2 separate regions of the Triticum aestivum genome follow, and region 1 is linked to region 2. The links are chromatin contacts, called in public Hi-C maps. All regions are on one chromosome and are shown on one strand. The core of a region is the stretch at or near the end of the contact, and the rest is flanking DNA. Distances in the headings are between cores, read along the strand shown.

Region 1 (5,545 bases), core at 1,842-4,341, 180 kb after region 2:
TACTTGGCACGCTCCAGTATAGCCAACATGGCTGCTACAATGTTAAATAACATTGGAGACATAGGGTCAGCCTGTCATAGTCCTTTTTTCTAGAAGTAATGACCCACATCGTCATTAACTTTGATAGCCACACTTCCTCTAGAAATAAAATTTTGGATCCACTGGCATCATTTGTCGGAGAATTCTTTCATTCTCAAGGACAATTGGAGAAATGGCCATTTGACTTTGTCATAAGACTTTTCAAAATCAATCTTCAATACTACCCCACTCATGTTTCTTCGGTGCATCTCAGTACAGTCTTATATAGAATCACTACTCCATCGAGTATATTTCTTCCTTGCATGAAAGTCGTTTGAGATGGCCGGACGACATGGTCAACAACCGCGTTGAGGCTATTAGTAACCACCATGGTGAATATCTTGAAGCTGACATTATGGCGGCATACGAGTCCATATTGCTGGATCTGCTCAGCCACCTTAATTTTTGGCAACAAAACAATCTCGCCAAATAAGCCTGGATAGGTCAAGTTGGCCGGCACGAATAAGGTTGAACAATTGCAATAGGTCAGTCTTGATGAAATCCCAAAAGTTTTGATAGAACTCTGCACGGAAGCCATCAGGGACTGGAGATTTGTTATGTTCCATTGGAACACCATAGGTCTCACCTCCTCTTAGAGAAAGATGTTGTGAGATATAGTTCTCTTCTGCTGTGACCTGTGGAATATTATCTGTTCGAGTCTCATCAAGGATGAAGCTCCATTCATCTAGCGCCCTGAACAGTTTTGTTTTTGGAAAAGGAGGCTAAAACCCCCAGCCTCTGCATCAATCGATGCATGTAGCCATCTTTATGAATTATTCAACAAAGGTCTAACAAGAACATACATCAAGCCACCCGAAGCCACCACTCACACCTACCAACTCAATAATGTTGAGTGCTTTCACTCCCCATATCTAAAACCGGTGTCGTCGCCGATCCGTCCACATAACGTATCGGAACCTACAACCGGTGTAACAAACCTAAAGCGTATACCAAATGCATACATTTTAGAAGCCGCCACCATCATCAAACCGCTGACCCATCTTCAGGAAAGATATCCGCGTCATCCTTGCCAGTCCGGACATCCATCGACGCCACGAAAGCATCCAACGACAGCACCTCCGTGTGCGCAAACTGCTGAGCACGTCGTGTCCGCCGCCGATACACCACAGCACCATGCCGCCACGTACCACCCGTCGACATAGCTTGAAGTCTCTTGAAGATCTCTCATGTGTAGTACCTACCGGACATGCACGACACAGTGTAGCACTTGTCTGTCAGACATGACTTGACATCTCCACCAAAGCTCTGTGCAAGACGAAGCCGCTCCACCTCTTGCCTTTGTCTTCCAACGTTGCTCCACAAACGATGCTTCCAAGAGAGAAATGACACTGCAGTGTCGCCGTCGTCCGATCTGGAAGACCAGATCCTAGGGTTTCCCCCGGAGCAGCACCAGTGGCTCGAGAGTAGTTACACGACGATGCCTTCATCAAGGTAATGGCCCAGAGCACCGCCACCACGTGCCGTCGGCTCAGTTTTCACTGGAAATAGTCTCCCCAACTCGCAGCCATGACTAGATGACGGATCTTTAGATCCGACCACCCAGCCTCAGGCTGACCACCTCCGACGGAGGAGATAACCACCACCACCAAGCCCAGGGTCGCTGCCCCAGGTGCCCGCGTGATGTAGGAGCACCACCGCGATCGGAAGCCAAACCGGAGGTTGAGCGGCCGTAGCATGGCTGCCGCCGCCACCTGCCGCTACGACTGTAGCCCGCCGTTACACCCTAGTCGTCGTTGTCCACCATCACTGCCGAGGAGATCGAGATCGGATCCGCTATACCGATCTTGAGCCTGTGGCGCACGAGGACAGGGCCATCGCCAAGCCGCTTGGGCTCTGCGCTGGCGTCGTCGTCGTCGGTGGCGAAGAGGAGAGTGGTGACGGGGGGGAGGAAGGAGGCGGGGCGTCCCGGTGCAACGCGGCGGAGCCGCACGGTAGCAGTGGTAGGATTAGGCGGAGGTTAGTGTGTACCTCTTAAAAATGGGAGAGATTTTCACTTCCCGGCCTCTGCACCAACTAGGGATACATACAACCATTTTAGTATGAGTACAAGATAAACATGATCCTCAGAATTTTTTAAATGAGTATCAAGATATTTCTTCATGAGTGGTTCCACCACACACCAAGTTTAATCCTCAACAAATGGGGGGAATCCCTTGTGCATTACCTGTCAATTCTAGGAATTGAATTCGGGTCGTTGGGCTGCAGAACCGCATACCCAACCACTGAGCCAAGACTCTCTTTGCTTAAAAATGAGAGAGATTTTCACTTTCCGGCCTCTACGCCAACTAGGGATGCATACAACTATTTTAGTATGAGTGACAAGATAAACATGATGCTCATAATTTTTTTAAATGAGTATCAAGATATTTCTTGATGACTGGTTTCATCACACATCAAGCTTGATCCTCAATAAATGGGAAAAACCCCTATGTATCACCTGTCAATTCTAGAAATTGAACTAGACCCGAACAGTGATTTGTAGTACTTGATAAGATAACTTTTAAGCTTCATGTGTCCTTCGATCCGCCTTTCATCTTCTTGGAGACTACAAATACATTTCTTTCTATGTCGTCTATTGACGACTATTTAAAATATTGTGTGTTACTGTCTCCCTCTAAAATGAAGTCGGCATTGGATCTTTGGTATCACTTGATTTTCCCTTCTGGCGATAGAACAATCTTCTCATTGGATTGATATTTTGTATCAATCCATTTTTAGACGAGATGTGAGTCTCCGTGATTTTATAAGGCGATAATAGTGAAGAGGCGTTGTTTTTTTTTTCTTTTTTATTATGTACCACTGGTGTGTTTTCCATGTAAAAAAGCGATAAGAATGTTCAAGAACATTCTTGCCAAGTACTATCTATCCTGCCTCTGTTTGAGATGCCGATCCAGAGGTTACATGTCAGTACCTAATCGCCGATCCCTTCCAGGCTAAGTCACCTCGCAATGTCCCCAAGCCACAATACTTAAACGCCCGAAAAGGACGGCGAGCACGGCTCCAGACAGCCAAAGCAAAGGTGAGCCACCGTCCATTATTGCACCAAAAGCACCAAAGCGCCGCTGCGCTGCTTGCAGCTGCCGAGCTGATAATTAAGCATGGGTGCCGCGCGCGCATGGCGCTGGAAGCTTCTGCCCTTCCACTCCAAGCCGCCGCCGCCGCCGTCCCTCCCTGCAACCCTGTCCCCGGTGGACAAGGAGGAGGAGGTGCCACGGGAGTTCCTGTGCCCGATACTGGGCGCGCCCATGTCCGACCCGGTGATCCTGCTGTCGGGGCGGACGTACGAGCGCGCCTGCATCCAGGCCTGCGCGGAGCTTTCCGTCTCTCCGCCTGGCGTGGAGGGAGACTCGCCGGCATCGGGTGGGGTGGTTCCCATACCCAACGACGCGCTCGGAGCGGCCATCCGGACTTGGAGCGCGCGGTCTGGACGCGCGCCGCCTGCTGCCCCTTCCGCCGCGGCGGCACGGGAGGCCGTGCTACGCGCGGTTCCATCTCCGCGGCCCCCAGGCAGGTCGTCTTCTAACTTGTCCTGCTCCTCCAGGGCGTCCGCTGCGTCGACGTCGTCCTCCTCCTCCCGGTCGTCGTCAGAGATAACGGCGGTGGAGAGGCTGGAGATGGTGTGCGAGAAGAAAACGGAGTCGTTGCGGATTGGTGAGGATGAGGAGGAAGTTGGCCAGTTGACAGTGAAGGCTGTGAGCGGCGGAGACGAGTGGGAGGTGGAGTCAGCGATGGCGGCGCTGCGACGGGCGACGCGGGAAAGCGCGCCGAGGAGGCGGGCGCTCTGCGTGCCGCAGCTGCTCGCTGCGCTCCGTCGCGTGCTGCTGTCCGCGCGTCACTCCGCCGCGGCGCGCGCCGACGCCACCGCTGCTCTGGCCAACCTCTCCCTCGAGCCTGAGAACAGGGTGCCCATCGTCCGCGCGGGCGCCGTGCCGGCGCTCGTCGAGGTTGCCAGCTTGGGTGCTGCCGCCCCGGAGGCATGCGAGCACGCGGCAGGCGCTCTGTTCGGCCTGGCCCTCCACGAGGGCAACCGCGCCGCCATCGGCGTGCTCGGCGCCTTGCCTCCTCTTCTGGCACTCCTTACCACCGGCGACCAGGCCCCGCGAGCGCGCCGCGATGCCGGGATGGCTCTGCTCCACCTCTCCCTCGCCGCCGTTAACCAGTCTAAGCTCGCGCGCGCCCCGGGCGCCGCCAAGAACCTGCTCTCCATCTCGTCCGATTCCAACGAGCCGTTGCCCATCCGCAGGCTGGCCCTCATGGTGATCTGCAACGTCGCCGCCTGCACTGAGGGCAGGACAGCGCTCATGGACGCCGGCGCCGTCTCGACGTTTTCCGTCATCCTTTCCGACGACGCTCACAGGTCGGAGCTTCAAGAATGCTGCGTCGCGGCATTGTACGACATGAGCAAGGGAAGCCCGCGGTTCCGGGGGCTTGCCAGAGCGGCCGGCGCCGACCGGCCCCTCATCCTCATCGCCGAGCAAGCGGACCCGGGCGTTCACAAGGACATGGCGCGGAAGGCTCTGCGAGCAATGCTGGGCCTGGGCGACATCAACGGCGGAGGCCTTCATGATTTCAGCAACAGCGAACGCAACGACGATGACAGCGGCACCATTGCGCCGTCCCTGCCGGTCCGCCGCCGGCGCGCCGCGAGCTGGGGAGCTCCTCCTGCCTCGAAGCTGCCAAGTTCACACCACTGGCGATCAGTATGTATCGATTAGCTTTAGTTCTTGAGCTGGGTGTTGCTGTGTTGTCATAATTGCAGTGGATTCATGCAGTGCTCCTTTTTACCTGCTTGGTCTGTAATTTTGAATGGATGGTGAAATTAAAGACAATTGTGCAGTGGAAGCGCATATGTTTGTGCTCTACTTTGTTTATACATATTTCCCCTGAAAAGGCTTTAGATCTAGATCAAACCATCTGTACAGATATCCTAAAAAAATAAAGAAAATATACCTAGATCTCAAGGGTTGATCATCTTTTTTGCAGATCGAAGAAGATTATTCATGTACTCATCTATGTGTAGGATATACCTGCTCTACCCAGACAGGTGCATAAGTGGGAACCCCAAAGAAAGGGTGCCTTCAGATCAATGTAGATGGTGCATATGTTTGCGTTCTACTTTGTTCATATGTTTATTTCCAATAAAAGGACTTGGATCTAGCTCAAATCAACAAATATCCCTAAAAAATAAGGAAAATATATCGAGATCTCTAGGGCCGATCATCATATTTGCAGACACAAGAAGATTATTCACGAATTCATCTTTATGTCAGATATACCTGCTCTGGCCTTGATAAGCACGAGTGGACAAGTGCATAATTGGGAACCCCGAGGCGGGGTGCTTTAGGATCAATGGAGATGACGTATATGTTTATGCTCTACTTTGTTCATAAGTTTTTCATGAAAAGGCCTTAGATCTAGATCAAACAAGTAGTATAGATGTCCCCAA
Region 2 (5,504 bases), core at 1,343-3,842:
TGAAATTAAAAAACATACATTCAATATTAAGTTCATCAATTGAAAATAAGTTTGAATTTGAAAATTTCCATGAATTAAAAAATGTCCAATTAGAAAATTATTTTTTTTATAAAAATGATCAAATTTGAAAATTACGAACAATGTTTGAAACCCCAACTCGTTTTTAAAAAATGTGATCGTTTTTTTAATTTTTTTGAACATTCTCTTGAAATTCTAATCAATGTTTGAAATTCCAAACACTGTTTTGAATTAGTAAACATTTTTTGAAATATCATGTATTTTTGGAAAATCACAAAAAAATGAAAATTTATCTTTTTCTAAATTTAAAACATATTTTGAGGATTTTGAATTTTACTTTTTTTAATTTGAAAGAATAATAAAAACAAAATTATAAAAGGAAAAAGGAAAGAAAACAGAAAACCAAGAATTTTATAAGTGTTTACATAAAACCCCCTAATATTTGGGTCAATCAACCTGCAGTACATCTGGAATAAATATTTTTCAAAATAATCATTAATTTTAAACCCTAATTCCAATTTCAACATGTTATATATGAAATTTGATTAAAAAAGTATGTAGAATCTGAATATGATGTTATTTTTATGTATTAATTAATTTAAAAAAAACTATTTAGGATGCAACCTAAATAAATGGCGCATGAGCCGTGATTACTTCGTACAGGCGTCGATTTGTATTGCAAATCAATGTGCTACACATATTGCTCTGTGCTGCCTAGCAAGGACAGAGTGAGGGGAATGATTACAACGAATTGTACTTCCACCAGCTTCTCTCTCTGTACATGTCCTATGATCGAAGACCCTACATATGCAATCTTTTTGGCGAAATCCACACACGTACTTACCAATGGACTACGCAATTCTTTTTTATAATACACAAATAATTTTTGTAGCAAATACATACACTTATAAAATTTATGAACATCAGAAGTAGATGAAGATTTATTTTGAAAATATCCAAACAATTCTTGTGATAGTGATGAATGTTATTATTGGAACTGATATTTATGTTTTATCCGCTACATGTGACGGTGTCACATATATACTTTCTTAAATAGACTTAATTGATAGACGCGGTCTCCTTAATGTCGAACGAGACCGACCGGTTGCTATCTGAGCCTGTTGTAGGTGCACGCCATCATTATTACGATTCAGAACCAAAATTGAATCGAAATGAGAACAATGGCTTTGATAAAAAAAATTACTCTCCCATTTGCAACACACAGACATATTTGCTAGTCAGTGATAAATTAATACTAAAAAATAAAAGAAAACCCTGTCCGAAAACTTTCCAAATCGGCTATAGCTTGCAAGCGCGTGTAGCACGATTGATTTGCGTGCCCGTTGCTAGCGGTCGCAGCAGGCGATACACATCATCTGTGCATGACTTAACCGCGCTGCGCCTACCGGTTCGGCCATGCTAATATGATATGAATTGGGTGAGGTGGCCGGCTGGTCTGCACTGTTAATCCCAGTGAATAGTAGCCATTTTCCTTTTCTAACAGATCTTACCTATAATTTGCATTGGGTTTACATAATACCCATTCAAATTATGTTTAAATAATACGAATTCAAATTCTAAAAATTCAGAAACATGCACAAAAACAGTAGGGCTATTATAGTTTATAGGAAAAAATTTCCAGACCCAATGCATGTTTGGAAATTCATTTCTGCAAATGGACTCGATATGGACCATTTAAATAATTCTCTAATTAAATTAGGGTTTATAGAATAGCCAAATTTATCCCCAAACCGAAAATGCATTGAAATCGTGGCATGCTTATGAATGATATGTTCACATCATAATTTAAATTTTGTGGGATGTGACATGATGCATTTCTCGGTGCTTTAGGGAAACAATTAGAGCATGTGGGCGAATAAGTGAATTTTTAATTTGAGCTGTTATTTCGAAACTTGATGTTTAGATTTAATATATATATTTAAATTATTATTGCATTGTATTATTTATTTTTGATTATTTTCGAGAAAGATGACTTGGCGGAAAAAAGAGAAACAAATGAGTAGGCTATATTTATGGCCTACCATTGAACCATCGGCACCGACTTGACAATCCGGAGACATGTTGAGACGTGTTTGCAGACAAATAGAGGCTTACATTTGTATGCCTTCAATGATATTGGAAAAGAAAGGTGCGCTATAAGATAGATTTGCGATGAGAGGAACTACTTGGAATGAAATAGGAGAGTGTGTCATCTTTTTTTTTCCGAGCAAGTGTCATCTTGTTCTAATAATGATGTTTGTGTGCCGAGGGGAAAACAAAATCGCACTCCTGTACAACTGCAGGTGCAAACGGAAGTCGAGAATTGGCCGGTGATTCTCGATTCGTGCACGTGTCACTTTAAAGACTGAATTGGGTTCAAGAATTCAAGTCACACCGTAAGACTACAGCGATCCACACGTTTCGGGCGTACGGGGATTTCCATTGAAATTGACCAAAAATCACTATCAAAATATCAATTGATCACCCTAAAAAAATAATTCAAGTGATCAAGTGCCGGGCGTCCGGAGATTTCCACTGAAATAACATCACTATCGAGTAAGGTGCGTGCAAACAAAGATACATGTGCAGCCTGTGGCAAAATTTCGTCCGGAGCCGGCAGCCTATGCATGCACCAGGGAACGAACCCTCACGAGGATGCGAGATGTCGTGCAACACTCGGGCATGCGGAACACGATTCCGAAGGACAGGGCTTCAACATCACGGACTCGCAACATCACTGCGTTAAAGCTGAGTCGCCTAACACGCAACCCCCTCACCCTATGTCGCCCTCTTAACAAGTACCCCCCGCGTGCGATCCACCCACACGTACGCCTTATAGAGCGGTCCGGCCCGTCGCGTCCAGCCACATCCCACCATCAAAGCCTCTGCCTCAACGAGCTCTGCTGCTCCTGCTTTGCTCCATCGTCAGTCCGGCACCGCTCCCTAGCCGAGAGATGGCCTCCGACGGCGTGATCACTCACCGCCACGTCGACGTGAACGGGGTGCGCCTGCACGTCGCGGAGGCCGGGCCGGCGGGCGCGCCCGTGGTGCTGCTGCTGCACGGGTTCCCGCAGCTGTGGTACACCTGGCGGCACCAGATGCCCGCGCTGGCCGCGGCGGGCTACCGCGCCGTCGCGCCCGACATGCTCGGCTACGGCGACTCCGACGCGCCCTCCGGCGGCCCGGACCAGTACACCGCGCTGCATGTCGTCGGCGACCTCGTCGCGCTCATCGACTCCCTCGGCGAGAAGCAGGTCTTCGTGGTGGCGCACGACTGGGGCGCCTTGATAGCCTGGAGCCTCTGCCTGTTCCGGCCTGACAGGGTGAAGGCACTGGTCGCCCTGAGCGTCGCCTTCAACCCTCGGAACCCGGCGGTGAAGCCCGTGGACGGCTTCAGGGCTCTGTACGGGGATGACTACTACGTCTGCCGCTTCCAGGTATGTAAGATACTACCATGCAAAACTCTACTACCTCCGTCTAGGTCAATAAATCATTCGTGTAGTTCTAGATCATTGATTTAGAAAATTAAATATATATTATATGTCATTAAAAACTAGAATTTTATACGGATGTAGTTTTTAAAAATATATTTTTTGTCACATATAATACATATTTAGATAGTTAAATCGTTAACCTAGAACTACGCGAACAACTTATTCATCAAGACTAGTATTTTTTATTGTTTTTTATTTAACCATGCGGATGAGCCGTATATATGCATCATTAGATAAGAGAATTGTAAAGCATGCAAATCCAATCCCCGATGGGTGACCCAATTAAGGATCCTGGCACAATCACCGACAACCAACGATCTGTACAGATCAGTACAACCAAAGTAATGAAAAACAAACAAGGACCATAAACATAAATTGAACGGAACTGCTCCACATACAACAGTTATTGTTCCATCTTCGTACCATCAAGCAATCCAGCACCCCTCGGAGCATATGCAGCGGACGTCTCAAATGCCCTGGCAGACGGCCCGGTTACTGGCCGGTCACGAAAATTCGACCCAGGTAGGCTCATCAAACGCCCAGGCTGACCGGCACCACTCGTATCGAGTTCAAATATGGGGTGTCCGGGCACGTCCGTCACGTTGGACCTGGTCCACGCTGGTCCGCTCGACCCCACATATATTTCTTCCCACTCGCTTGCCGGACCAAGCCCAAGCCACTTCACTCCACTCCCCTCTGCCACCCAAACTCCGGTCCGGCGATCTCCAACCGTCTCCGGCATGGCGGTCAGCGGATCCGAGTCCTTCACCTCTAGATCCGTCGACCTCGAGCTCATTCGCCGCTCCCGGGACGAGACCCATGTGAGGCAGCGTTCGGACTCCTTCCGTCAGGATGTTCGACAAGCCCCAAAAGCAAAAATGTGGTCCCCAAAGCCCTAACATATCCCTCATCATACGGTGGGCGAGGCGTGCAGACTTCACGGGCCAAGCTCTAGGCAGAGAACTGAAGATTGTCATCTTCTTAGCCAGCGCAGGGGGGGGGTCTAGCCGGAGCGTTCACCCGGGATGGTGATAAGGAGGTCCTAGTGCCTCCCGCGAATGATCTCCTAAGAAGGATTTGGTCCATCGTAAAGGGTCGACGTAGCACCGAGGACCAATACAATGGCAAACTCTCAAGCCCTAAGCTCCTGGTGCATGGGCCCACTTTGGTGCAATTCTTGTGGTGGCTAAGATGTCTACCCCGAGTGGAAAGATCGAGCCAATGAGGCTTGGTGTTTTCCCATTGGCTTTGGAACCCCTCATCTCATGAGTTATGGTCCCACATGTACCGATGGATGTAGGGATCGACATGAACATTATGCACACTAGCACCCTGGGCAACATATGAGTCTCCATCTCCACCGTCGATTGGTCCATTCTCCCATCAATGAAAGGTTGCCTGTGTTCATCATTCTCTTGTCCTGGGAAGGGTAAATCTCCTAGTCACTTCCGGCGTGCTAGGCTACTGATGGACCAATGTGCTTAGTTGTGAAGTCATGAACATGCCAGGGTGGGTACTCTGATGTTCTCAGGCTCTACTTCATGCTCGTCAAAGGCAGCCCCGTTACACAAGATTACTATTCCGAATGCCAATCCCCAAGTGAGTCATTGTCATACAAAGACATAGCCTTCAAATTCCCCAGATAGGGGGCTCCATTAGATGGGATTGTTTGCCTTCGGTGCATCACCGTGGGTGAATCTTGTGCACCGGGGGTTACCCAATGTCCCAACACTCGATGGCCCTCATCCCTGGATACGATCAGATACTCAACCTGATCTAAATGGGTAAGCGGGTAAGCGCATCATTGTGGGTCAACAACGTGCATTCGGGCTTACCCAGTATCCGAATGCTAGATGTCCGATCGGATACATTATGAGTGAAAGGGGTAAGTGGGTTAGGGCCCTCCTGCCTCGAGACCAATGTCTTGAGCATCCCAATTGCTGGCTAGGGGCTAAGGGAGTCCACCCTGAGAAGCTACATCTTCGTCTTTTG

What was found. Hi-C and Micro-C count contacts between places; a contact is called where the count stands out from the background.
Region 1: a Hi-C map of leaf shows a contact between it and region 2, with 3 times the contacts expected there. The contact joins the promoter of LOC123165821 here to the enhancer-like site in region 2. A contact is called at or near these places in 2 of 5 Hi-C or Micro-C datasets (leaf and root).

The regions. Positions count from the first base shown.
Region 1 is chr7D:191,048,797-191,054,341 of IWGSC CS RefSeq v2.1, forward strand. LOC123165821 (U-box domain-containing protein 41) reads left to right here and starts at 3,092. Exons shown (of 1, transcript XM_044583555.1): 1 at 3,092-5,047. The coding sequence starts at 3,198. The coding sequence ends at 4,814.
Region 2 is chr7D:190,866,594-190,872,097 of IWGSC CS RefSeq v2.1, forward strand. It overlaps the pseudogene LOC123168575. Among protein-coding and RNA genes, the nearest start is that of LOC123165401, 110 kb to the left of the region's middle. Within about 2 kb of position 2,593, at least 2 of the 8 cell types and tissues checked have an H3K27ac peak or open chromatin away from gene starts, as enhancers often do. A contact at or near this core is called in leaf, where this site is marked.